Linked DNA regions of Mus musculus: regions 1 and 3 are each linked to region 2. The links are chromatin contacts, called in public HiChIP or PLAC-seq maps. All regions are on one chromosome and are shown on one strand. The core of a region is the stretch at or near the end of the contact, and the rest is flanking DNA. Distances in the headings are between cores, read along the strand shown.

What was found. HiChIP or PLAC-seq counts read pairs in DNA pulled down with a chosen protein or histone mark.
Region 1: a RAD21 HiChIP or PLAC-seq map of pro-B cells shows a contact between it and region 2, with 19 times the contacts expected there. The contact joins the enhancer-like site here to the promoter of Tmem132e in region 2. A contact is called at or near these places in 1 of 39 promoter capture datasets (embryonic stem cells), 4 of 15 datasets of contacts at CTCF or cohesin (hippocampal excitatory neurons, large pre-B cells, pro-B cells and 1 more), 21 of 484 Hi-C or Micro-C datasets (cerebellar granule neurons, cerebellum, cerebral cortex and 11 more), 23 of 115 datasets of contacts at active chromatin or transcription factors (the 230-238 cell line, VIP interneurons, astrocytes and 13 more) and 1 of 9 other capture datasets (embryonic stem cells).
Region 3: a contact with region 2 is called in an H3K4me3 HiChIP or PLAC-seq map of forebrain, with 5 times the contacts expected there. The contact joins the enhancer-like site here to the promoter of Tmem132e in region 2. A contact is called at or near these places in 7 of 115 datasets of contacts at active chromatin or transcription factors (SST interneurons, astrocytes, embryonic basal ganglia and 4 more).

What each region holds. Positions count from the first base shown.
Region 1 is chr11:82,682,412-82,686,681 of GRCm38.p6, forward strand. No RefSeq gene overlaps it. Among named protein-coding and RNA genes, the nearest start is that of Gm11426, 51 kb to the left of the region's middle. Within about 2 kb of position 2,505, at least 35 of the 459 cell types and tissues checked have an H3K27ac peak or open chromatin away from gene starts, as enhancers often do. A contact at or near this core is called in cerebellar granule neurons, cerebellum, cerebral cortex and 2 more, where this site is marked.
Region 2 is chr11:82,386,889-82,390,998 of GRCm38.p6, forward strand. Tmem132e (transmembrane protein 132E) reads left to right here and starts at 2,012. Exons shown (of 9, transcript NM_001304439.1): 1 at 2,012-2,225. The coding sequence starts at 2,159. It overlaps Gm38577 (a long non-coding RNA gene), which reads right to left and starts at 552. Exons shown (of 3, transcript XR_880073.3): 1 at 68-552.
Region 3 is chr11:82,843,822-82,847,915 of GRCm38.p6, forward strand. The region is part of intron 1 of Rffl (ring finger and FYVE like domain containing protein); the gene reads right to left. Among named protein-coding and RNA genes, the nearest start is that of Rffl, 25 kb to the right of the region's middle. Within about 2 kb of position 1,425, at least 227 of the 459 cell types and tissues checked have an H3K27ac peak or open chromatin away from gene starts, as enhancers often do. A contact at or near this core is called in SST interneurons, astrocytes and forebrain, where this site is marked.

The DNA.
Region 1 (4,270 bases), core at 1,255-3,754, 300 kb after region 2:
GAATGAAAGATCAGAGGGGTTAATTGAGCTGTCCAAGGTAACACAGTGACAAGGGAAACAGGAAAAGAAGATGAAGAAGAATGAGGTCTGGCTGCCTCTGGAGTGTGGCTGAAGCCATCAAGCACTCACACCCATCACAGGACCTCATGTGGCATTTGGTATGAGGACAGAAAGGATCAGAGGCTCAGCTGAAACCAAAAGTTCCACTTGTGGTCTACCCCATCTGGACTCAGACCCCTCCCCAAAACATTAGAGATAGGACATCCCAGGGAGCCGGTTTCCCAGCAAGTGAGGCTAGTTCTCACCTGACAGGTAATCGATTTATCTTCACAGCCACATACAGACACTAATGTAAAGACAGGGGTTCTGGGCCTTGGGAGCCTGAAGCTCCCACCAGGCTCCACAAGGTAGCTTTGTCTCCTCACTGTGGGCAGCCGGAGGAAAGGGGACAAGGAAGAGGATGATGGGAAGGGAAGAAAGGAGAGGAAAGAAAGGGGGAAGGAAGAAGGCTGTAAGAGACGGAGGGAGGAAGAAGAAGAGGTGAGGAAGGAGGCAAGGAGAAGGGAGAGAAGGAATGAGGAGGAGAGCCATCTTCTCTGGCTCAGCGCGGGAGGCTAGAGGCACCTGCCTGAGAGAAGTATGTACTCGGGCTCTCACACATGCTGGAGAGAACTTAAGAGCCACTTTTAAGAAAAGGGACAGGACCCAGTGCAATGGCACATGCTTATAAGGCTCGGCACTTGGAGGTGGTAGCAGAGGAGTACTACAAGTTTGAGGTCAGCCTGGGCTACATGACTCTATCTCAGAAACCCTGGAGAGCTTTCAGAACTGAAGAGCACTTGTTGCTCCAGCCGAGGACTTGAGAGTTCAGTTCCCAGTACCTACATGGTGGTTCGCAGCCATCTGTAACTCCAGGACCAGGGAATCCAATGCCTTCTTCTGACTTCCTCAGGCATGCATGCAGTGCACATGCAGACAAATCACTCATACGTAGAAAATAATTTTTCTGAAAAAGCATACATTGTAGACATTCTTACGTGCATAAGAGATGCCAGGATTCTGAGCAATTCTGCATGACACCTGCACCTCCATGTCTGAAGCTTTTATGTGCCCATCCAAGGAGAGGCGTGACTCCTGGGTACTCCAGGCAGCTCCTCTGTAAGGAGCCCAGGGTGTGCGGGTATAAGGAATAGTGACACTGGATACAATTCTGCTGGCATCGGCAGCACTACTGTAGGGCTTTATGGTCCTTCCCTTGCCCTCACAGTGGCCCTCTAAGTGTGATTGATGTCCCTGACTCTATAACTGAGGAAACCAAGGCACAGAGAGGATAAGTAAATTACCAGTGAGCTGAGCCGGCTACAGCCATGTTGGCTAATCCTGCTTCCCTATTGCTTCGATCCCAACCCTCCCACCCTCTACCCCTTACTCCCCAGCCGCCACCTGCCTTGCCTACCCAGATCCCACGCCCCTCTAGCACTAGTAACTGGGCACGGGCAGTGAGCTGACACCTTGCTCTGTGTACGCTAGGGTGGCACTTCCCTCTCTCTCCACCCAGGCAGCCATCTGCTGCTGCCATCTGCTTCCAAGGCCATACCTGAGAGAGGCCTAATGTAGCTGTAGACAGGCACCAGAAGCTCCAAGGTCTGGAAGAGGGCCTTTCCCTGGGGCACAAAACTGGACCTCTGGATTCCCTAGATACACAGCCCAACACCCAGAATGCCCTGAGCCCCAAAGGCCAAGATCTACTTCCCTCCTATGTGACTTGGGAAGGGAGTAAGGGACCCTGCCCTTCTCCTTCCACCTGCTAGAGCCCCCACCTAACCCTGGGAGCCAGTGGTCTCCACTAGAGGATCTGCAGAGGGTGCGTGGGACAAGGCTGCCCCCAACAGGCAGCTGGAGAAGGAGGTCTCTGGGCTCTGCGGCTGAAATCTCCTCCGCACCGGGATAGGGTGTGGGCTGTGTAGGATTTCTTTGCTGGATTATCTCCATGATCCTCAACCTCACCCTGAGGCAGAGAGAAATCCACTTAAATGATGTCAAGAGAGAACTTAGATCTGGGGTGGGGCCGGGAGTTTCTAAACCCCGAATTAGGATGTGGAACTTGGACAGAGTCAGATCTCTCACCCAGCACTGTCAGGACACTGCCAGAGAAGACATACCCCTTTCCCGCCCTGGACTGCTGACTCTGTGGTCCCATCCATCTCGTAGCCTCCAGTGGTCTAGAAGTACTTTCAGAGATCCAACCAAGAGCTCTCCTGCTGCAGCAAGATTTCTCAAGCTGAGTCCCGAAGCCTGGCTGGAGGCCTGGTTGTCCAGGGCAGAAAGAGATGTGCACAGGGCACCATTACAGGAGAAAATAGGGCAGAGCAGGTGTGGAAAAGGAGTCTTTGGGTAACAGACACTGAAAGCTGCAGGTCAGGGATGCACAACACAGCATAGCACAGCACAGCACAGAGCGCATCTCCGCAAGACAAATGCCTGTGCTTCTGTTGGCCCAAAGCCCGGTTTCCTCAAACTCAAGCCAGCTGCTCTTTTGCACCATTGGAACATAATCTGCAGCAAGGAGCCTGGGCCCAATCAACAGTAAAACCTCTAGCCCTTGCTTCAGAGCCAGCTCCAGTCTGGAGATGGCTGTCCTTTCCCGTGAGGCCAGCCTCGGGCTTTTTGTTGGTTGCGTATACTATTTATGTATTTATTTATCATTGTTAGCATGGTGGGCATGCTCACGATATGTGAGGAGGTTAAGAAGCCATGGACAAGGATCCCTTCTTAGAGAACTTTTGGGAGTCGGTTCTCTCCCCCTACCTTGTTGAAACAGGGTGTCTTGGTATTTCTATCACGTGGAGGGTATAGTCCAGGCTAACTGGTGCTCAGGCTTCAGGGAGATTCTCCTGACTCCACCTCACATCTCTCTAAATGTATTCTAGGATTACAGATGCTTGCCACCACGTGCAGCCTTTTAAATGTGAGTTCTGAGGTGGAACTCAGATAATCAGGCTTACATTGTAAACACTCAGATCCACCGGGCCATCTTGTGTGGCTGTGTTTTATATTTTTGAGAGAGGGTCTCATGTAGTCCAGGCTGGCCTGGAACTTGCTAAGAGGCTAGCTCTGATGTACAGGGCAGGTAAATCAGTTTCCCTGTCTGCATCTCAGATTTCTCCTCCCAGTGGGGGTGGGGTGGGGAGGGGCTCTCTCCATACAGAGGTAGGCACCCCCCCTTGTATTCTGACACCAGCCACAGTGTGGATCTGGCTCCTTCAGTCTGGGAATCACCAAAAAGAAAAAAATATATGGACTTTCTCCTGGCTCTGTCTTGGGGAGTTCCCAGAGCTGTTCTGCCCTTAGCTAAGGCAGGGTCTTTCAGAGCCCCCATATCTATGGTAGTGGGGCTATAGCCATGGACAAGGACCCCTTCTTAGGAAAAGCCATAGGATATCTGCTCAGCAGGGCCATTCACAGGTTAGCATGTTAGAGCCATGAAGCCCAGAGAAGGCAAGGGGTTGGCCTAAGGTCAAGGAATGAGTCACAAGCAACTTGCTGAGACAAGACAAATGCCTAGTCCCTGTATCCACCTTTCTCCTGAGACCAGAGACAACTTCATCAAGCCAAGAACCCTCCCTCCAGAATAGTACCTAGTGCCCAAGTAAATAGGGAGACCTGAGTTCAAATTCTAGCTCTTAAATACTTTTTACATAAACACCTCAGACATTCAAATTCTTTGAACTTGTTTGGGTGGGGTTTTTTGTTTGTTGTTGTTGTTTTGTTTTGATCTGCAACATGAATGTATAGATGCAGGCATGATGCCACATACCTATAATCCCAGTTCTTGGGATACTGAAGAAGAAGGACTACTGCTTAGTTTAGCCTCGGTTACCTAGTAAGAATATGTCAGAAATGTAGTTGGTGGGATTGCAAGCTTGTACAACCACTCTGGAAATCAGTCTGGTGGTTCCTCAGAAAATTGGACATAGTACTACCAGAGGATCCCGCAATACCTCTCCTGAGCATATATCGAGAAGATGTTCCAACTGGTAAGAAGGACACATGCTCCATTATGTTCATAGCAGCCTTATTTATAATAGCCAGAAGCTGGAAAGAACCCAGATGTCCCTCAACAGAGGAATGGATACAGAAAATGTGGTACATTTACACATTGGAGTACTACTCAGCTATTAAAAAGAATGAATTTATGAAATTCCTAGGCAAATGGATGGACCTGGAGGGTATCATCCTGAGTGAGGTAACTCAATCACAAAAGAACTCA
Region 2 (4,110 bases), core at 762-3,261:
TTGCAAAACAACCTGTAGGCAGAGGCAAGTCTCTCCTCGGCCTCCAGCGGCGCCCCTTGCCTCTTACCCGAGGAGCTCCAACCAGAGGAGCTGGGCGCGGCAGCTTGTCTGATTCCCACCGGGTGCCCTGCAGACCCAGGAGGACTCAGAGGCTGTGGGAGGCTGCCCCCTACCCGCGCCTCGGATAGAACCACCGAAAACATCTCCGGCACCCTGCGGGGAGCTGGCATTCCCTGAAAAGGGACCTCGGTCGGCTTCGGCTGTGGCGTCTGCTCAGGAGAACCGCAGTCGCAGCAGCCGACCGACCCCTCTCGGATCGCACCAACCTTAATCTCAGAGGGGGAAAAAAATTAAATGTAAAGCGGAGTAGAACTGAACGGCGAGGCCAGCCCTGGGCCGGCTCTCATTAAGGAGCCGCGCGCGCCCCCAGGCTGGGAATGCGGAATGGACACGTGGACAGACAGGGGAGCCGGGGGAGGGGGAAGTCTCCGTGGCGCGCGAGCCGTGGGCTGCGCGCTCCGGGGCCACGTGATCACGGGGAATCTGGGAGGGGAGGGAGGAAAAGGGAGCGAGCGCGCCAAGCTGGGCGCCCGCCCGCTACGGTCCTGGTGGGCGCTGGATGCCGGACCGAGGAGGAGGGCAGCGAGCATCAGTGTGTGTGTGTGTCTTTCTTCAACCATTTACCGAGGAGCGCCGTGGAGGTGGCAGCGACTGCTTCGGTCAACTGTGGCTCCCCCGCCTCTTTTTTTTTTCCTCTGGTCCTTGATTCTTCTTCTTCCCCAACCCCACGTCCAAGGAGAGCTGGACCCCTATCGGCATCTCTATCTTTTCTAGGCCGCCTAGGTACCCGCTGCTGCCTCTCCGGCCAGGGGCTGCGCAGGTGCGGTTGCCTTAGCCCACTGGCCGCGCTCCCGCTTCTTGCCACCCGTAGCTGGGACTGGAGCGGCGATCTACTCGCCCAGACTGACTCCGAAAGAGCGACAGCCTGTGCCCTGCCGCACCGAGGCAACGGGCGAGCGGGTGTCCAGGGGCAAGGCGGGGGTGATGGGTAGGACGAGGGATCGGAGACTGTGAACCTCGGAAAAGTTCAAGGTTTGTGTAGGTTCCCCCGGGAAAGCGAGGAGAGGTGTGAGGCGGGGCAAGGTACCCCTGTGCTGAGACAGCGACACCCTACCGGAGAGGAAAGAAAAGGGTAGCCGGTGCTGCCGAGGGCTGACCACCCCATCTCTCATCCTACAACGCTTACGGGCTGGATACTGGAGGAGACGCTCTGGGAAGAAACGGCTCGAGCTGGGGCGCCTTAGCTGGCGCTTCCGCTCCTTCGCTTCTCCTAGCTTCATCTCCATGGGGCAGCGAGTGCCTAGAGCTCCACCCTTGCTCCAGCCACCGAACCCCAGCCTGGCCAGGCGGCGCCGAGTTGGCCTGTGCTAGCGCAGACCCCGGTCGAGACTGGAGAGAGTGCTGGAGTCCAAGACCGAGCACTGCGAAGGGACAAACATCTGGTCCCCCACCTCAGACGTTTCGTCTGGGCGTCGCCTAGGGTGGTGGCGACCCGCGTCGCCTGTCTCATCCCTGCAAGGAAACTTTTCCTTCCCCGGATGGATTAAAGTTGCCTGGATTTTCTCTCTTTGCGAAAGAAATCATCCGTTTCCTCCCGACCTGGGATTTTCCCTACTGCTGCAGGGCGCTTGGGAGAGGAAGAAAGCCGCGCTGTGCATGTGGGGTTACCACCGAAACCGAGGCGATTCGAGTTCGCGTTGGGGTTCTGTACCTACGAGCGAGTACGGATCTGAGCGGCGCGGCGAGGCCAGGGGCTTCGGCACGCGGCCCTCGGCAGCCACCGGGACGTTGGTGGCCACCGGGCCCTGGGACCGCACGTGCGGCTCCCCCCTCTCCTCGCAGATCCTGCAGGGGGCACCAGCCCGGGGAGGTGGAGACTCCTCCCGCCCCGAGCTGCGCCCCCGCCGGCTCCGAGGGTGTAGCCGGTGGTGCCCGGGACGCCCCTCCCCTCAAAGTGTCCCCGAATTGCGCTTTCTGGCCCCCGAAGCCTCAACAGACACAGCTGGGCGCCAGTGAGTTGGAGGCGACCGAGCCCAGCCTGAGACCAATTCGCCGTGGATCTCTACACCCTCGGACCCCTCCTGCCCCCGCTTCGGCCATGGCCCCAGGGATGTCGGGCCGCCGCGGCGCCGCCCTACTCTGCCTCTCTGTGCTGCTCGCCCACGGTAAGTGTCGCGGCGCAGACTCGGGGTGAAGATGCGGCGGGCGCCCCTGGAGGGGGCGCAGAGAGAACCGAAGGAAGGAGCACCTCATCCCAGTGTTCCCCTGGACTCTCCGCCGTCGCTACCAGCACGGTTCCCGGCTGCAGCGGGAGTCCGCTGAGGGGACCGAGGTCGGTCCAGGGGAGATTGGGGCGGGGGGGGGGTAGATTCCTCGGTCTCAGAGTTAGAATTCAGGGAAAAACCCGAGACCCTGGGGGCGTGTCAGCTCACGGATATCTAGAGGGGTGCGAGAGATCAGCTAGGTCGAGTCTCGGGTACCCGGCCGCAGCTCCCCATGCAGCGCGAGGGGCTGGGGACCACTGGGACCGGCGAGATCGCGGCTTCCGGGCCCGGCGCGCAGGCGGGTGCGGGCCGTGCCGCCGGCTGTCTGGCTTCCTGCGGCGGGCCTAGGACAGGGACGCGCACGGTTGGGGCCCGGGAGGCTTGTGAGCAGCATCTCAATGGCCGGCCGGCTCGCAGAGCAAGTCGGGCGGGGGTCTGGGCAGCGGGCGCGGGCCGGGAGACTGGCGGCGCGCGAAGGCAGCGGGGCCGCGCTCCAGCGTTCTGCAATCTGTTGCGTCTGCTCCCCAGGCTCGCCCTGGGCTCTGGGCTCTGCCGGAAAGGGGTGACGGAGGGAGGAACCCGGGGATGGTGCGCCCCAGCAGTGAGATGGGGGATATGAAGGTTGGAGGCAGGGGGTAGTAGGACAACCTCCCCCACCCAGAGTGGGAACTCAAGATGAGCCAGGAGGGCGCTGCGGCGGGCTTCCGCAAGCTGGAGATGCTCCAGGAGGAGAGGGGCGCAAACCTAAACGAGAGAAAGGGAGCTGTGGAAGCAAGGGGGCAGGGGCGGCGGGGAAGCGGCCCTCTGCTGCGCCCAAGTGAAACCAGCTGACCCGGGACAATTCCCCAACCAGCAAAGGACTAGCTAGGGATATAAGACTCTGATGCCCCACTCCCGAGAGGGTGAGCCAAGGACAGAATTGGAGAAGGCCTTAGTGGAGCGAGCCATCTGGATGTTTGAGAGAACCGTCCGTTTGTAGTGGTCAGCTTTTGCCCGAATCTGTGCAGTCCCTGGCAGCCTGATTTGAGTGTGCTGTGAACCTCCCCACGGTCTCTTAATTCGTTTTTGCTCCGCAACGAACCCCCCTCCGCGCCCCTCGCCCCGAGTAGGGTGTATTTTCAAGGTTGAAAGAGTAAAGAGAAAGTGGTCTCAAGGAATCATAGGGCCCAAGAGCTAGGAGGCAGAAGGGAACAAGCTGAAGCTCCTCTGGGTGTCTGGGTTTCTCCTGCTGTGGAGTAAGCTGTTTTGCCTTTGGTTGGATTCCCTGGGGATTGCTTTTCTCTTGATTCTTCACGGGAGCAATGAGCAGGCATTGACCAGCAGGAATAAGGTATGGAGTTGTGACTAGGGATGCAGCCAGAGAGAAATCTTCATCCCGCCCCCCCCCCCAGGATGGTTGACAGTGGGTAAGGGTAAGACAGCTGTGTGGGGCTGGTGGAGTCCTAAAGCTCAGCCTAGCAGGCTTCTTGTCTAAGCATGGCTCTTGCCCTTGTTGGAGCTCCATTCCCAGGTCATTTTGGCCCTTGGGTAGCTCAGTTGCTGTCCCTAGGTCCCAGCTACTCACTAGCATACTCTCAGGCCCAGCCACAGATCTGTTCTTCCTGACCTGCCAGAACTGTCTGCTTCCCAAGTCTTTGCCCTAGGCAGGCCTTCTGGAGCGTCTTGCCAGCTGTGAGCCTTTTATCTAGGGCTCCCGGCTGTCCCTGGGCCTAGGGTGTCCCAGAGCACTGAGCAGGGACGGTCATCCATAACCTGTCCACACACACAATGCTAGCACCGTGCAGGC
Region 3 (4,094 bases), core at 175-2,674, 460 kb after region 2:
TAGCAGTTAAAAGTACTTCTAGAGGACCCTGGTTCAATTCCCAGCACCCACATAGTGACTCACTATAACTGCAGTCCGAGGGGATCTGATGCCCTCTTCAGGGCTTGGCAGGCACCAGGCATGTATGTGTATAGTGTACATACATACATGCAAGCAAAACACCCATACACATAAAAATAAAGGGGAAAAATGCTTGTCCCTCACCACCACCAGACAGGGTCTCAATATGTAGCTCTGACTGCCCTTGAACTCACTCTGTAGACCAGGCTGGCCTTGAACTCATAGATCCACCTGTTCCTGGCTCCCAAATGTTAGGATTAAAGGCGTGCGCCACGCTGGCTGGCTACGGGAATTTTGTTTTATCTGTCATTGAAAGCCGTGACTGAGGATGAAGGAAAGCCCTCTGACCAGTATTCCAATATAGCTAGCCGGTCTTTGCAACCACAGGTCTTCCACATTTAGAGGATGTGAATATAAAAACAAATGAAAGGATGGCAGGTATAATTAACAACGTTCAAGCATACAGCAATATACATGGCATATAAGACAATAGATATGCCACATTCCTTGTATACAATGGCTAGCCTGCTCAGGTCTAACATCCGCTTAAGGATCACTTCAAAGAATGGAAGAGCTGGCTTTGGACTCCCAAACTGAGACCCCTTGATCCACATCTGAGGGCCCAAGGGTTCTCCAGTTTCTACAGCCAGTTTAGTCTGGCTTGAGGAAACAAAACCATCTGGGGTTACCTGCTTTTGCCTGTCTCATCTGAGTTCAGTATAGTTGTGTACGCGGTGACCTTATGCGGTTTTTGATAGCGGGACTGGGGTGGGGAGGGGGCTTGGCTATGTCTCTCAAGCAGTTTGTCAAGGTTTGTCCAATTGCCAGTAAGGCTCAAATCTGAGAAATACTGCTAGTCTAGAAAGATATAATGAGGGTAGCTGAATTTATGAACATATTTGAGGGTCCTGGAGGGAATGGGAGACGTCAAAGCCTTCAGCACCTTGACATTTATGATAGTGAAAAAATGATAGGCTATTGAGAAAGGGAAAATGAAGCCTGCTGGGGAACCACTCAGTAGTATGCCAGCCAGGCGGGATAGAAGGCAGGGCAGAGGGCGTGGGGGTGGGGTGGTAAGTGAAGGCTCCCTGCTGAAGTTCAGGGAAGCGTGAGCAGGAAACCATGTACCACCATCACAGTGTGGTGTGTGACAAAATACACAAGATTCCCACATTCCCATTCTATGGCTGCAGCCATAGCATACTCTCTGGAGGAGCCTCACCCAGGCTTGGAAAGTAAGCAGCTGCTTTCAAGAAGTGACTTCTGGGCTAAATGAGCTGCCCAGGTGTTTCTGAGACACGTGTACAGAGCCTGGAGCCAGGGAGAAGCGCAGGGGAGGAGGCAGAGTGTCCAGAGATGACCCTGCCAGGTCACTTAGACAGAGTCTAGAGGCAAGGACAGGAAAGAGACGTGCATGCGGGGACCCGAACAGAACCAGGAATGAGAGGAGGCTGTTCTTCACATCGGGTCAGAGGAAGGATGGTGGGCATGAAGCCATGGTAGACAGCGTTGCCCACAGCTCAGCAGCCAGGTACTAGGAAGGGGAGCAAATGTACCTGCCTGCCTTTCCTTTCACTCTAACTTAGCTTGAGCGAACTGTTTCTCGTAAGACACAAAAAGAACAGAAAAGGGGAACTAAGATATGACTGAAGCTACATAGCTTTTAAACGTCATTGGTCTGCTCAGGTCTAACACACCCAGATCCCCTTAGAAAGGACACGTGTCCCCCTTAAGGGCTTCGAAGATGGAAGAGCTGGCTTTAGACTCCCGGACTGAGAAGCCCTGATTCACATCTGAAGGCACAATTCTCCAGTGCTTACCCCCAGCCTAGTCTTGCTTAAGGAAACCAAGAAAAACCATCTGGGGTTACCTGCTTTTGCCTGTCTCAAAACACTGCCACAGCAGACAGTGGGCTGCCCGAAGAAGCTGCGGCTGAGGTCGCTGGAGCCATGTTCGGATGAGATCATCTCAGGGGCCAGCAGCAGCTGCTCTCAGGGACAGTGAATGGTGCCGCCTGGGGACGGAGCTTTGGTAAGCAACGTTGCAACAGAGCTCAGGCTTCACCCAGGGCAGTGCTGACTCACGCCAGCAAAACTCCCATTTCCCAAACAGCCCAGCCGAGCCAGCAGCAACCGACTGCAGCCTAACAAAGAGACAAAGGTAGATTCACCTGGGGGTGGGGGAGAGCCAGGTGAAGCTCATTTCCCCCACTGCTAGAGCCCCTACCTGGGAAGCTCTGGTGGCCAGTTTCTGAAATTTCATCTCAGAACAGCCTGAGGCTCCCCACAGCCAGCTGCTGCAGGTAGCAGGCTCACAGCTCTGAAGATTTTCCCTGGAGGGTGATACACAAGTTGCTTTGCTTTGTAAAGGGTAACATTGGGGTCAGGGGGCTGGGAGAACTAGCCTAGTCCCTGGCGGCGGGTGGAATCCGACCGCTGACTTTTTATCAGCCCTAACCAGCTGGCTTCTCTTTTCCCACCCAGCCTCCTCTGACCTCTCTATTTCCTTAGACAACTAGACTTCTCTCATTAAAACAAAACTAGCAGGGTCCTTTTCTACCTCCCTAGTTGCCAAACTCCCTGCTAAAGTAACAACATCTACTGTCATATTTTTGGAATACCTAAGGAACATAGGAGGTTGGCCTTAGTATTCGTCCTTAAAAAGCAAAGTCCTTAAATGTGTATCAATTCTTTCTTTCTTTCTTTTTTTTTTTTTTAGAAATACAGGTTGTAGATTTTATTATTATTATTATATGTAAGTACACTGTAGCTGTCTTCAGACACTCCAGAAGAGGGCATCAGATTTCATTAAGGATGGTTGTGAACCACCATGTGGTTGCTGGGATTTGAACCCGGGACCTTTGGAAAAGCAGTCGGCGCTCTTAACCACTGAGCCATCTCTCCAGCCCCAATTCTTTCTTATTAGCCTGTTTATTTATAAATCAATTTGAGAATAACTGGCTCATTAAGAGCTATTCATTATTATTGAATTAACCCTGACAGGCTAGAATTGGCATTGGTATTACACACACACACACACACACACACACACAAAGATCAAGGCCTCACAATCTGGGTGCTTTAATTTTCTGTGATGGGTATCTGCCTGAATTCCTGTCTGTGCACCATACTTGCACATGATGCCTGAGAAGGCCAGAAGAGGCTATCAGACCCTCTGGGACTGGAGTTAATTAATGGATTGCTGCAAGCTGCCATGTACTGTAGGTGCTAGGAACTGAGTCCTCTGGAAAAAGAGCCAGAGCTCTCACCCACTGAGCCATGACCCTAGCTTCCGGATTCTTTGACAAGAAACTGAAGTTCCTATCAGATCCTTTTGTTCTCTGGTGAAGAAATGCATGAAACTCTTGGCAATGACATTCACAACCCCTACACCTGGCCTCCTCCATCTTTCAAGGTACGTTTCAGATGTCGTGAACTCTGGATGGAGCTGCCAGTCAATAAATGCTAGGTTAAAATGCATAGGCAAACCTGCCATGTGTGGTACACGACTTTAATCCCAGCACTCTGGAGGCAGAGGAGGGTGGCTTTCTGTGAATTCAAGGCTAGCCTGGTCCACACAGTGAGTTCCAGGACAGCCAGGGCTACATAGTGAGACCCTGTCTCAAAATACCCAAACCAACAAACAAGAAATACATGCAGACAGAATCTGACTTTAAAACTTGCTACTTTACTCCCTGCCAACAAACACGTTCTGTTTGGTTCCATTCACACAGTTCTAAAGAACTGCGACATTCCAGAAGGGCAGCCACTGGAAGTATTACAAACACTGGCTGGTTTCCCTCCTGGTCAGTGTTGCCCATTTAGAAGCTGGAGGTATGTAAAGGCAAGTTTCCCCACAGTGTGTTAATTAGTCCTTCTCAAAGGATAACGCATAGCATCGTTAGAGCAGCGTCCCCCTATTATCTCACCAGCCACACTCCAGAGAATCCTTCTGTAACTGAGGATAAGCCCTACACAGACTAACATAAAACAACTCTCCAGGGTCACATACGCCCAGCCTCTTTTAGCAGTGTG